Linked DNA regions of Macaca mulatta: region 2 is linked to region 1. Evidence: chromatin contacts called from public Hi-C data. All regions are on one chromosome and are shown on one strand. Each heading gives the region's core, a stretch centred on a gene start, on an enhancer-like site or on the middle of the called end of the contact. The rest is flanking DNA. Distances are from core to core; before and after follow the strand shown. Region 1 overlaps LOC106998839 (a long non-coding RNA gene). Region 2 has its middle 5.1 kb from the start of MIR9-2.

Region 1 (6,708 bases), core at 1,432-3,931:
TTGAGATTGTCTGTTAGCATAACAAAGGCTCTGAGCCTGTGAACTTCAGAAACCTTTCGACCTCTTAGCTGCTGGCATGAATAGCCCCCAGTCCTGCCTATAGAGATCTCCCAAAGCTCCCCTGTTCGTGGCTAAATTGTTAATCAGGGTAATTTAATATAGTTTTCAATATGCCTCATCTTATTGGGAAAGGTATTCACAGCTTCCCTACCCCTGAAAAAAAAAGTTCTTTTATTCAACTGTGAGAGGGGCAGCTGCAGACAGACCCCCATCCCTTGCTTCTCCCCCCAATCCTTCACAGCCGCAATGTTCTGAGCAGCAACCATAGAGAAGGGCCAGAAAGAGAAACTCAGAACGACGATCCGATCCCCTGGCATGCACTCCACCCTGAACCTGAAACTCCAGCCTATTTATGCTGGGAACCGCCAAAACAAAAACCCAAGGCTCAACCATAACTGAAACCTCAGAGTCACACACACACACACACACACACACACACACGCCACACCTCCTTCTCCACCCTCCCTTCACCAACACCCTTCCCCTCCCCCCTCATCTCCCAACTAAGCTTCTCTTGTGGTTCTGGACAAAACGCACCAGACCCCAAGGCCTGCTAATTTTCATTTCTCTCACTCTGTCCAGACAGCCCACACCGTCCTGCACGCTCCTTCACACAGTCACACTCGGCCTGGCCCCTGCATCCACTCCCAGTGTCATATACACTTGCTCTCGCCTGCTCCCTCGTACACTATCAATTCACATGTACATTAGTTAGCTGAAAAGAGCCGGAGCACAAATATATTCATTTTAATCCAGTTAAGACCTAAGAGGTCTCATAGGATATTATTCAATAGTTTGAAAACTAAGTATAAAACTCAGATTTTGCTACGCTGTCTCATCTCACAGAGGCCTACAGTATGCCTTTCTTTCACTTTATACCATGTATGTATTCTAAAAAAGTAAAATAAAAGCGAATAAAAAAACAATCACAAGCAAAATACCCAGCTTCCGGCAGGCACTATGCTCAAATATTATCTTTTTAATGACTGTTTCTAGCACCCATGTGCACATCAGAATAGCAATTTTATACAAAGAAAGGAAAAGTATGAAGTCACTAATTACATTTTTAAAAATTAAAAATAAAAGGATACAATCTCTTAAACTTATTTTCTCTTTCTTTTCCACGTGAGCATTTTAAGGCATCTCCAAAGCATATCTGAGTGTTTCTGGATTGCTTTGGTTGTGGTTTTCTGTGTAATTGGTGCTCTGTCTTTGTGCGAGTTGAGACTGTGTGTTGCTTCTTTCTGGAACAGCCATTTCTCGCTTGTGCCCCGTTTTGGTTGGTGTGTTTGTCTCTCAGCCTCCTGAAGTTGGATAAAGGCAGGATGTAGTGCCTGAAGTATTTTCTTTGATTTTTCTTTAGTTAGAGTAGTCCCTGATGGGGGTTGGGAGATTTCTTCACTCACTTGGGTTCCTAATCTAGAATCTCAAAACTGCTGGGAGGTGGGAGACCAATTTCTATTTACAGCATCAAGGAAAAGATTATTAAACCTCCCAAATCAGAAGTACAAACATAGATTTACACTTAATAAAACAAGACAAAACAAACAGCCCAGCTTCTTTCCCCAAATTTTTTTTTTTTGGAATTAAAAAAAGATTAAAATATAGGTTTACTGCCCAATTTTAATATCTAAGCAATGCCCAGAGGTGACATGTTAAAACAGAAAATAAAATAAATGTATCTGTGGTTATATTATATGGTAATCCTAAAGTCTGAATTTTCCTTTTTTAAAAAAAAAAGGAATCTGACAGTTTTAATTTCAACATTGTGGAAGTTTTTAGATTATAAATATTTTTGCCAATAATCTGTGTATTATTCATTTTAATCGTGTCCCTTTTGGTTTATTCGGTTTTGTAAGTAGTGATTTCCATTTTCTCAGTGTTTTAAACCAAAGTATTTTAAAAATATTAATTGATAGTTATTATAAATTTGTGGGTAAGTATGGCTGGTTTCTTTTATAAAGAGCCAAAACTATGAAGTTGTTCATATATAAATATCACAATTTCAACTTTCGTAAGGTGTTTAGAGTAAAAAAATTATGGCTTTAAGCACAAGAAAGAAAAAATACACAATTTGCCTTTTTTCAATGCTTTTGCTTAACATTTTTTTCATTAGGTTTTTTCCTCATTAGAATTTATGATCCATGTCGATCATTACACTTTCACGTCTCTGATTTCTGTTAAATTTTCTGACAGAGGCTAATAAATATAAGGGAGCAAAAAGGCCTATTTGCTTTCATCTAAGGTGCTGAATATTTTCAGGTTGTTTGTATTTGCATTGAAATCTTTTCCATGTTCTTAATTTAAATTATTACAATTTGATTGAAATTAATTCTATTTGGAGCTAAGATGTAACAGGGTTTTTTTTTTTTTTTTTTTTTTTAAGGAATTAAACAATGTGATTTTGCTAAATTATAACGTTTTCTTTGGCTTGAGCCATCTAACACCCTCTCCAACATGGCACAGTTTGGGCTTCATATTTGTGGAACAAGAATGGTTGGGGGGAGAAGGATGTATATTTGGAATGGTGTTTGACAGGGAGAATGAACGCAGACACCAGAACAATTATATTACAATCCCGTTGGGAATGCCAGCACCAAATTTAGCCAGACTGATGGGGTACTGTCTAGACGGTCCCTTTTGTGTATCAGCTGTTTTTTCCCTGCTTTATTGCACTGCCTGAATGTGTGAGTTGAACATGCATATGGATCCCAAGCATAACCATTCCTGCAACTATACATTGCTATTAAACTTCTCTCATTTGGCTAGGAATCAAAGGTTGTGTATTCCTACTATATTCCTTTACAATATTTTGTAATTAAAATGCAGCTTCCAGATTAGTGGCTTAACAAAGGTCATAAGACAAAGTAGAAGGTGCCTACGCTCTTTCTTTACATGAAGAAAATGTACAAATGTACTAGGTAAACATTTCTATCTTCTCAAATATGTCCACCTCTTTTCTATAGAAGTAAAAAGAAACCAGAAGGAAAGGAATTAAAACAATGAGAGGAAAGAGGCACAGTACATGTAAATTACCACCTTTCTTTTTGAAAAGGGCAAAGGATAGAAAGAAAGAATATTTAATGTTTACAGTGTAATTAACGGCAGTGTGTGCTTTTCCTTTTTTTTTTTTTCTTTTCTCCTCTTTATTTGGTAAACCAAATGGAGTTCAGTAATCAGTTCTTGTGAAGTCTTAGAATGGATTTTCAAACTCTTTTAAATACACGCTTACACAATTGCTTTTGTGTTGTTGAGCATATAGGAAATCCTAGAGACATTTCAGATCTAGGCAACTGTCAGGATTTTGTTTTGTTTGTCAAGATGGTGCAGGAAGGGTAGGGCTTACTTATATATGAATACAGTATCCACATAAAACATTCATTGTTCAAAGGAGCAGAAATGTACCCCTAAATAGGAAGCGCACTCCACGGGTGATGGGTACTAAGGTTGGATGCCTTTGCTAACAACCAAGAATTTGAAACGAACTCAAATTCATTATTACAATTAGAAAGTAAGAAACAGAATAATGCATTAATATTAATGAATGTAGGTATCAGATCCGCCTCTTTCTGTAAAAGGTTTATCAGCAACTTTTGTCTACAGTCACCAAAAATTGAAAGGTATGAGAAATTGGAATTCCACAGGATGTAAGTCATTATAAATAAAATTATTGTCTTGTAGTAGGTTCCAAAATGAATCCACTGTTTCAGGAAACAGGACCCCACATTTCACAGCACAAATAACTTTTGTTAATATGTACACACAAACTTTGTTTGGAAAAGGAATTCGACTTTCCATTTGCTGAAATTGTTTTCCCTTAGCAAAGAGAAGAGCCAAAAGTTTTACCGTAAAGAAAAAAAATCAAGGTTAAAAGTGATAAAAAAAATTTGTATAGTTATATCCTTCTTTCATGCATTAAATTTTGTCTGACTAAATGGTAAAATTTAGATTTTTTAAATAATAATTTTCTATGCTTTTCTGCTGAAATTTAATAACTACCATGTACTATGGACAACGAAGATTTTATTCATCTTTTGAGGACTAGATATTGAAGAGAGGTCTGTAAGAAAGAGAAAGTAAATTGTATTCCCAATTTTACTGAACAGGATAAAACAAGCAGTGATCTATTTTTTGGTTTGAAGCATTATATCAGCAAATCAACAATCATAAAATATGACCAGTGACACAGGATTGGGAAAATTCCCTGACTGAAAGAGGGGAGGAGATTGAACAAATGACATTAAACATGGAGACCTTGAGTAGGCACTTGTAGGCACTGGTATTAGCAATCTCTGAGGCCTAACTTTGGTACTATTAAGAAAAAATATAACCAAAGGCAGGGGCAGACAGCAAAAGAAACCAAGACTGAGAAATAGAGAAAGCAAGAGGAAAATGGTGGTGGGTGGGTGGGTTGGGGGTGGGTGGCATGCAGGGGTAGTGAGAGAGAAAGCAAGAAAAGGGGAGCAGAGAATGAATATTCTAAGCATTGTTTTAATCTAAAACAGAGACGCTTCCAGGAGAATGAATTTCAATGGAGCTGAGCCAAAAATAATTATAGAGATTTTCTTGTTTTGTTTTGTGAATGAAGAGCATCTCTTTTCTCTGGAGATGCGAGAGTGAGAAAGAGCCAGAGCCAAGAGATTGAAGTGATGCCCCTCTGCCCCTTTACTTCCACGCACCACAGTGGCAGACCTTTCTTTCTTCCCTTTTCCAAAAGCTATTGGCACCGAATTGTGCTAGGAAGAGAGGGACGTGGCAGCAGCCCTCAAACCTTAGCTGGATTTTCTATTCTAACAATAGCTTGTTTACTTGATAAGGCTGAAGTATTGAAATTGGAAGCAAGATTGGTGGTGGTGGGGGGCGGGTGGGTAGGGATACATAGTTTGGGTTCTAGAAATAAAATTGAGCTATTTACAGCTAAGAATATTCCCCTATTTGAGATACTTGAAACTTCCTTTGGGGTTTGTTTTACCAATTATATTTGTTTCCTTGTTTTTCATCATCAATAGCAAGCTACTAAAGGAAATAAAGTATTCTCTCAATTTTCCTCCATTTTCTCTGTGATGTAAAATCTTCATCTTGGAACCTTTTTTACAGGGAAAAATTGTCATTTGTTAAAATAGCTTGAGCTATGACTGAATTGTTGTGAAAGCAATATAATATACTCTTCATGAAAGCAGGAATAAAAGGCTTTATACTAATATGAAATACACAGGATTGGAGGAGAAACCCACTAACATTAATAGACTTTTGTGACAGAGTAATCATAAACAACTCAGAATTAATACCTAAAGACTATTAATTTTCTTAAGTTAAATTGACTTACATAAAAATCACACCAGTAAGTACTGTCAGAACCTGGATATTCTCTCCAAATCTCTTATTTTAGGTGTTATGTTGTGTTAAAGACCCTGTTGTCATTTTTATCATTCAGACATATTAATTCTACAAGTAGGCTTAAGGTATCACTTTTGTCTTTGTGTTGCCTGAGTTTTTTTTTTTTTTTAAAGCAATATATTTCAGAAACTTAAGAACCAGTTCTTTTCCTCTACATCATATTTTACAACTTGTAAAAATTAACATTTATTCTTATAAATATTTGACCTGCTAAGTTTTAACAGTTTAGTGACCCAGTAGAAGAACAGCATAGAGAGTTGTAAATTTAATGGCTTAACACCAAAACGACCTTGATATGAATTAAAAACAAGAAAAAGTATTTATGCTATATTTGTAGCCAAGATTATGGATAGGCTTAAGGATAAACTTCTCAGAAAGTAGCAAAACTAGATATATTTTCCTTTAAAAGTTTTACAGCTGAAAATTGTTTTTCTGTCAAAGAACTATTAACATATATAGTAGTTAGCAGTAAAGATATATGATTTTATTACGTAGATACTTTTTTTATTTTTTAAAGATGAAAAATGTCTTCATGTACGTGGGACTTTATTTAGGGATTTCCAAACATGTTTTAAATGTCACTGTGAATATATTGTGTAAATCTGTGAATATGAGCTTTATGAATCCACATTTAATTTAATTAATCATATTGATTCACTTGACATTTTTCTCCTCCTGAATCCCTCCTCCCCGCTTTTTTTCATCTCTCTATTAAAAGCATTTCTTTCACAGTAGTCGACTAATTTTTGAAGTAGATTTTACAAAATAGAACTGACAATGGTTTTTGAAGAACTTTTAAAAGCATTCAACTTATATTTTTTTTTTTTGGAGTTGTTAAATGAGTATTTAAGAATTCAAAGTACTTAATTACACTAATCTTAACATTATATTTAAAAACCCAATCCCCCTAATGAGTAGATCTACTTTTTAAAGAGAACAATTATTAATAATCACTATGCTGTATGCCAAAATAAATGTATGAAATTAGCAACAAATATTTATTTTTCCAAGTTTTTAAAGAAAACATTACCATTTTAAAAATAAAATAGCTTGCAAAATAGCAACAGATTTAATAATTTTTTTATTCAAAATCTCAGTAGATACAATTTCAGAATTTGTGGTTGGTTATGCTGTATCATTTAAATTGCCAAGAGAAAATGTTAGTCTGCTAAAACATTTAGAATATGATACATAATAATTTGTTATTAATGACAATGTAATATATCACACTAACATGTGTATTTACTATCA
Region 2 (6,708 bases), core at 1,525-4,024, 270 kb after region 1:
CAAACCCACTTGCCATGAATTTGTCATATTTAAAGCTTCTAAACAGTTTTCAGGCTATTCCACAAACCACTCAATACCCTCAACTTCAGCTTCCCAACATCAGCCAATGCTAATTTAACTTTGTATGTACATCATATATTTCAAGAGTAACTCAATCCATTAAAGTAATATATATTGGGTAGTAACTGTGTACAAACTATGTACTTTCTAAAAATAAGGCCTAAAATCTATTATTTGAGTTCCTCCCAAAGACTGTTATATTTATGCAAGTTTCAAGAATTCATAATTCTCATTGAATTAAAAATAAGGACTAAGTACACTTTTATTATTACTATACGAGAGATCTAACCCTGACAGGAAGTAAGTCCATAGATTCTGAATTTCAATGATATTACATCTATTATTGTCTTCATGAAGGTATTAATCTCCAAATATATGAAGTTTTTTAAATTAGGTCAATGTTGATAAATACATAAATTAATTATATTTGAGATACTCATTCGGTGGAAATATTTCTAAATCATACTTGTTAGACATTTTTCCATCCCAGTAAATTTCACTCATATGTATATATTTGTGTGTACAGGAAGATACTTTTCCCTAAAAGACAAAGATTTAAGAGACATTCTGGGTAATATTCTGTAGATCATTTTTTGTGGCCTGATTCAGAGAAAGTATTTATTGTCTATCTTTTTTTTTTTTTAATGCACATCTCTTTTCTCAAGAGGTTCCTTTTACAGGTTTTCGCCAATTATTAAGGTGATTAGCATCTGTAGTTTTTTCCAATCTCCCATTAGCTATTGATGATATTAAAAATAAACATCTTAACCTTGTCAAGTTTAAATTTAAAACTTTAAATAGCCAAGAGCCAGGTTGCAGTTAAAATTCTCCTGTTAGCTTGTTTTCCCAGGGCCAGTGACGATTAAAAGAAACTCAGAGAAAACACGAAATCTGTCAGACAGCTACTTAGTGACAGAATTAAATGAATATTGTTAGGTAAGTGTTTTAATAACGCAGCATTTTCGAAGCATTTTCTGAAGATTATTTCTAATTGGCCCTGTCATAAAGTGGTAGCAAACTGCTTTAAAACAGTAATCAGATCGAAAGTAGTTGAGGAAGACTATGATAGGAAGTTGTTAATAATGCTTCGAAATTTACCTGTGAAATAGAGCGTGACTACTTTTGTAAAAGTGGAATTGAAAGTAAACGGCCTCTGTAATGCAAATCGACCAGTAGCAGGAAAGCCACTACCTTTGGAGTCCCACGACTTCACCTGAGCTTGCAATAGACCTTGCAATAGACCCCTTTGGTTCATGGAATGAAAACTGTTTTGACATGTTGGCCAGTGCCCTTCGGTGTCACTGAAGCTCAGCCCGAGGACGGCGGTGCGTCCGTGTGCACCGGGAGGCCTGGGACCCCGTCCCTGGGCGCGTGCCTACACAACAGCAGGACCGCCCGCGGCCTCCCGGGACCAGTGACCGTCACCCGCAGTAAGGATCGGGGCGGATCCCTCTTTCCAAGACCTCTTTCCAAGACCCTCTTTCCTAGCCTCACCCGAGGGCCGCAGAGCCGGACCTGCGCCGGGCGAGTTGGATTTAGCCCAGTTAGAGTTAAGATGGTATCATTAGCTGCGCACAGCGTGACTTCCCGCTAATCCTCTCTGCAACTTACAACAAGTTTAAATGTCCATGCATGATGTTATTAACTGGCTTTAGTAAGTGCTTAAGACCCAGATCTCTTTTTAAAGTAATCTCTGAACAAGTTCTACTGTATCCACCCAACAAGGAGATTAATATTTCCAGTAAATCTGATGATGGGGTAAGATGCGCCCTGAGCTCCTAATGGGCAATGGGGGTAGAAGTGGGAGTTGCCCCAGGGAAGGGCCCAGAGCGGCAAGCGCTCACCAACGCCTGCCACCAAACAAAACTTCCCCGCCCCCGCCCCACCCCTGAGCTTCCCCGCAGGGAGACCCTTTCCGTTAGCAGCTTTTCACTAAGTTAATAACGGTGTGTGTGTGGTGGTGGCGGGGAGGGAGGAGTTGGGAGTTACACAATATCTTTATCAATGATATTGATCACGTCCAGGGAAGAAGCCTGGGCAAAACTAGAAACACCGAGTGTCAGCAAAAGAAAGCCCTCTTAACCCAAGTTGCGTGCCGCCTGAGGAAGGGGCCCTGTGGGAGGGGGTGGCCGCTGGGAGATGCCTGCCTCTAACCGACGTCCAGGAGTGACTAAACCTCGACGCCACCCCCATTCACAAGCTCAACTCAGGGATTCCCAAGCAACTGCAGACCGGAGGTGGCGCAGAGGGAGTGACCAAGGTCGCTGATTAGGGGCCGAGAGGCAGGAAAATAATAATTTAAAACAAAAAACAAAAGCAGAATAGCCTTCGCAGACGCAGCTCGGCGTGCCAGGCAAAGGACAGGCTGACGACCCGCCCCTGCCGAGTCCAGCAGCGCGGCGCCGCGTCCAGCAGCCTCCAACGCGCCATGCGCGGGCGCGGGAACTTGAGCTAGCGCGAACTTGAGCCGCCTCCCAGCCTGCTACCCGGGCCGTAGCGCGCCCCCGGCCTCCCAGTCGCGCGCCAACCCGGGAGCGCGCGCGCCGGCGCACCAGCTCCGTCAGCCAGAGCAGCCCGTCTCCCGGGAAACACCAATCAGACGCCCGCTTTCAGGCGAGGGCCGCGAGCCGCAGCAGCTGCAGGAGGACTCGGGCAGTTGGCGGTCACCGGGAGGCGTCGTCCTGCCCCGCGGCGGGCCAGCCGCCTTCGCTGCTGCCACTGCCTAGCCTAACCGCTTCTGCAGCCAGTCACAGAGTCGGCTGTCTCCTCTGTGCACCGCCCACGCCAAGTACCTTGCAAGGCGGCTGCTAAGCCTGGCTATTTTTAGATCTCCAGAATGCGCTGTGCCCGCGCTCAGCTAAAACCGAGTCAAACCATCAAGCATAGTGATGTGCTGCTCTTGGAACAAATATGGCTCAAAACTCCGTATTTCCCTGAATAAAGTCGATTATCTGCGCTTTTTAAAAGCCCTACCCCCTGTGGTCTGGCAGTTGGCTGAAAAGCGGAAAGCCACATGCTCCCACCTCAAACATGGTCATCACCTTTCTAAGGAAGTGCACTAACTCTCGCAGCCCTGATTGAGGGCAGATAAATATTCCTTAACATCAATCACAACTATATACTTTCCATTTCCATTCACCACCTTAGAATTAATTCCACAAATAAGTCGAACAGTTCCCAGAAGGGGTGAAATGGGTTCTCTGAGCAAATAGGAATAGAGGGTTCTGCTGATTTCTGTACTAGGTTGTTTAAGTTGTGCTAAGAAACCGATGAGCAGAAAAACAGGGTAACAAAGCCATCCATTAAAATCCAGAGACATTGAGGAACTGCCTTACATGCCCCATTGCTGTAGGACCTGTTTAACTATCTCGAAGTAGTCATGTTAAAACAATCGACCCAGCATTATAGATATCTTTTTACTCAATAACTGATTCTAATTAGTTCTCAGTCTTGAAGAACACCTTGTCCTGTGTCGCCCATCTCACCACTGCCACCCCCAGCTCCCACTAAATGCAACATATTATAGTGTGTTTTACTTAACTGTAGCACATTAGGGAGGAAAGGGTATCGATATTCTGAAACCACAGTGACATTTCCAGATGTATAGATTCATGGGAAAGAACTAGATACAAAGACAGTTACATACTGTCATTCATTTTCTAGCCACATTGGAAAATAAAACCTTTGGCTTCATCTCTCCATTTTTAAAAAGTCAAAATTCCTAAAATGCTAAAATATCTCAAAATATTTATATGTATTCATCTATATATCTTACTTATAATTTAAATGGTTTCTTAATTTTCATCAGGCTACACAAAATCAAATTAGAATTTTATATTTTTCCAAATAAGAAAATTGTTTTAATTTTAAAAATAAACACAAAGAACTCTCGTGGTGGAAAATTTACCGATCAAGGTGACCTAAAGAAAAGTCACTTTGGAAAATATTCCATTTTGAATGTAAATAATGCATTTGTCTCATTATTATGCATAATGGTAACTTCATTAAGGGATTGATACTAGTGAATATACCCATTCATATTCAGCAAGGACACTGAAGAAGTCTTCCTGTATCTTTTTTTTTTTTAACCTTTATCCAATTTTCATTTTTGTTGTTGTTTTGTATGACTGTGTTTATTCTATATCCTTTATTATTTGATTAGTGAGTGACTTTTCCATGTTAATTTTCTGGTATAATAAAGTAGGGTAAAGAAAATAAATGGGTTCTATCTTTATATTTACTTTTACAGGTATCATTTTATCGCCCTATTTCTAAGTATTTCATGAAAAGATTCTAGATGTCAAAACCTGCAGTTAACGTTCCTGTTTAGAAATACGCAAAATAATACCTTTGACGTTGGCAACTCAGATGTATTATTCAGCAAAACAGCAATTACTCATTGTTTTGCACTTACATGTTAAGAACTATGAGACACTTGGTGACACAATAACAAAATTGCAAAGTCAATTACATTTAAAATAGACATCCTAGTAAAACATACACAACCAATTCCATTTGCTTTTTCTGAACTGTTTTGTTTCCTTTTTCTAACTGTTTACAGTTAAATAGATTTTGTGAATGTTAAACCAAAAGATAACTGATTTACACACATCATGAGGGGGAAAAAAGTTAGAAAGTAGGGGGAGGGGCATAACATAAAAAGGAAGTGTATTCCTGGGGACACCAGAATCCACCTAGGGAGGTGCCAGAATATTCTTAAATATTTTTGGAAATGATGTTCTTTTGCAATGTCAATCACAGTGGCAAACTGAAAGAGCAGTGTACCACAATTTAAAGCAAAATTTAAGCTAGATTCACACTAACAATTCTATGCAGGACTCAAGTAATAAAACCCAAGTACAGCCCATTTATATTTAAGAATAGAGAGCTTCAGGTGGGACTGGGTGTTTGTTTTATTGTATTTTAATTGCACAAGCAGTATTTTTGTAATTTGAACTTGCCAGTAATGAATTCCACCTCTCATCCCAGCCTGAAGCCTGAACTGAATTTCCCATCAGAAAATTAAAATGTTTCTCTGGATAAAATAACTTCTAAATGAACTCTCTATTACTTTTCGTTTCTTTTTGTATTTTCTGCAATGTAGCTCCTCGCAATGATATTAGTTCTAGTGTGGGAAAATATTATAATTGAGATTTGGTAAGTTATTTGCAGACTTTTCTTTACAGTTTTTCTTTACACTGTGCTGACATTTAGTACAGCCCTGGTGAGGAAAACAATACTACCATTCATAGCTCTAGACGTAGATTTCAATCGACTTAAGCGGGCACAATGAAACTTGGTCATTCACTGGTTACCCATATTGTGTTCTCAAATTTTCTCTCAGCAAAAGTATAATGACTCAGTATTGTATGGTTGCATAGACAAGGGCTCGGAACAAGAGACACTAGTTTTGTCTGACGGTGTGAGAAAGTCGTGAAGGGATCTTTTCTTCCAGATGGTGTTAAATTCAGCTGCCTTTTTAACATTGGCCTTGCACAGCAATCTGCTGCTCCCCTTTCACAAAGACTGCGCTTGGTTCCCACTAGTTAACATGCATACTCACGCAACCTGCAACTTCACTCCAACTGTTTTACAATGCAGTGGTATGCTAAATAAACTTGATCCGGTTTCTGCCAATGTTAAAACTAGCTTTCAAAGAACTACTTAACTGATATTTACACTTCTTTTGACTTAAATGTACATGCCTTTGGAATATTTCATGTTTCAAAGAAATATCACCTTATTATAAGGCCAATGTAGAGATTATTTCCAATACCCTTCAAACTCATGCTCAGATACAGTACCTCTCTTCAACACACACAAATAAAACAAAATGTCAGAAGTTTGATGTGTAATAGAAAAAAGAAAAATTGGGACATGTTGCACCAAGAGCAGTGAAACAGCAAAAAATAAAATGAAAATAATAACATTGAAATGTATTTTTATTGATCGATAAGTTATGTAACATTAGTATGATACAAAGCAAGTTTGATATGACAATGGCAAACACATAATTATAATATTGTTTATTTTCCTTAGATGTTATATTTAACATATTTACATAAAAGACCAAGATGTAGGCAAAGCTTCAGTAATTTGACTCCATTGAGTGCTTTCAGTAAACAATAGGTTTCTCCAGCAAACATCTTATTGCCTTAATTGAACCTCCTTGAAAAAGAAAACCACACACTTTGTAATGTAAATGTTAATTGTAGTAGACAATGGTTCTAGGTAAATAGCACCCCTGGACATGAAGTAAATGAAAGGAATACAGGCACTTAACAATGAAAGGTTGTTTGCACAAACAGTGCTTCAAATGTAAATAAACAAGGGTCTTCTCAACGGTCACTACAGTAGTAAAACTTTGGCACGTGTACAGCAGCCAAATTGAGAATTTATGTATATAAAGTCTCTCAGACTTTCTAACTGAAACTAACAGTGGTTTAACAGGCTTCTCCAGTCTGAAGTCATATAAGGAATTGAAGCTACAAAGGAAATTGTACTACTTTTAAAGAAAAAATGTATATTTGGGATTGTCAGTAATCCAGGCCACATGGAAGATAACAGGCTATTTGGAATATTTTCTAATTGCAATGGTTACATTTCTGTGTAAATGCCTATACAAATGTTTGCTTGGTGACATATGGA

The links. Hi-C and Micro-C count contacts between places; a contact is called where the count stands out from the background.
Region 2: a contact with region 1 is called in a Hi-C map of fetal cortical plate, with 5 times the contacts expected there. The contact joins two enhancer-like sites. A contact is called at or near these places in 2 of 14 Hi-C or Micro-C datasets (fetal cortex germinal zone and fetal cortical plate).

The regions. Positions count from the first base shown.
Region 1 is chr6:94,819,295-94,826,002 of T2T-MMU8v2.0, forward strand. The region is part of intron 1 of LOC106998839 (a long non-coding RNA gene); the gene reads left to right. Among named protein-coding and RNA genes, the nearest start is that of TMEM161B, 140 kb to the left of the region's middle. Within about 2 kb of position 2,682, at least 8 of the 40 cell types and tissues checked have an H3K27ac peak or open chromatin away from gene starts, as enhancers often do. A contact at or near this core is called in fetal cortical plate, where this site is marked.
Region 2 is chr6:95,084,862-95,091,569 of T2T-MMU8v2.0, forward strand. No RefSeq gene overlaps it. Among named protein-coding and RNA genes, the nearest start is that of MIR9-2, 5.1 kb to the right of the region's middle. Within about 2 kb of position 2,775, at least 17 of the 40 cell types and tissues checked have an H3K27ac peak or open chromatin away from gene starts, as enhancers often do. A contact at or near this core is called in fetal cortical plate, where this site is marked.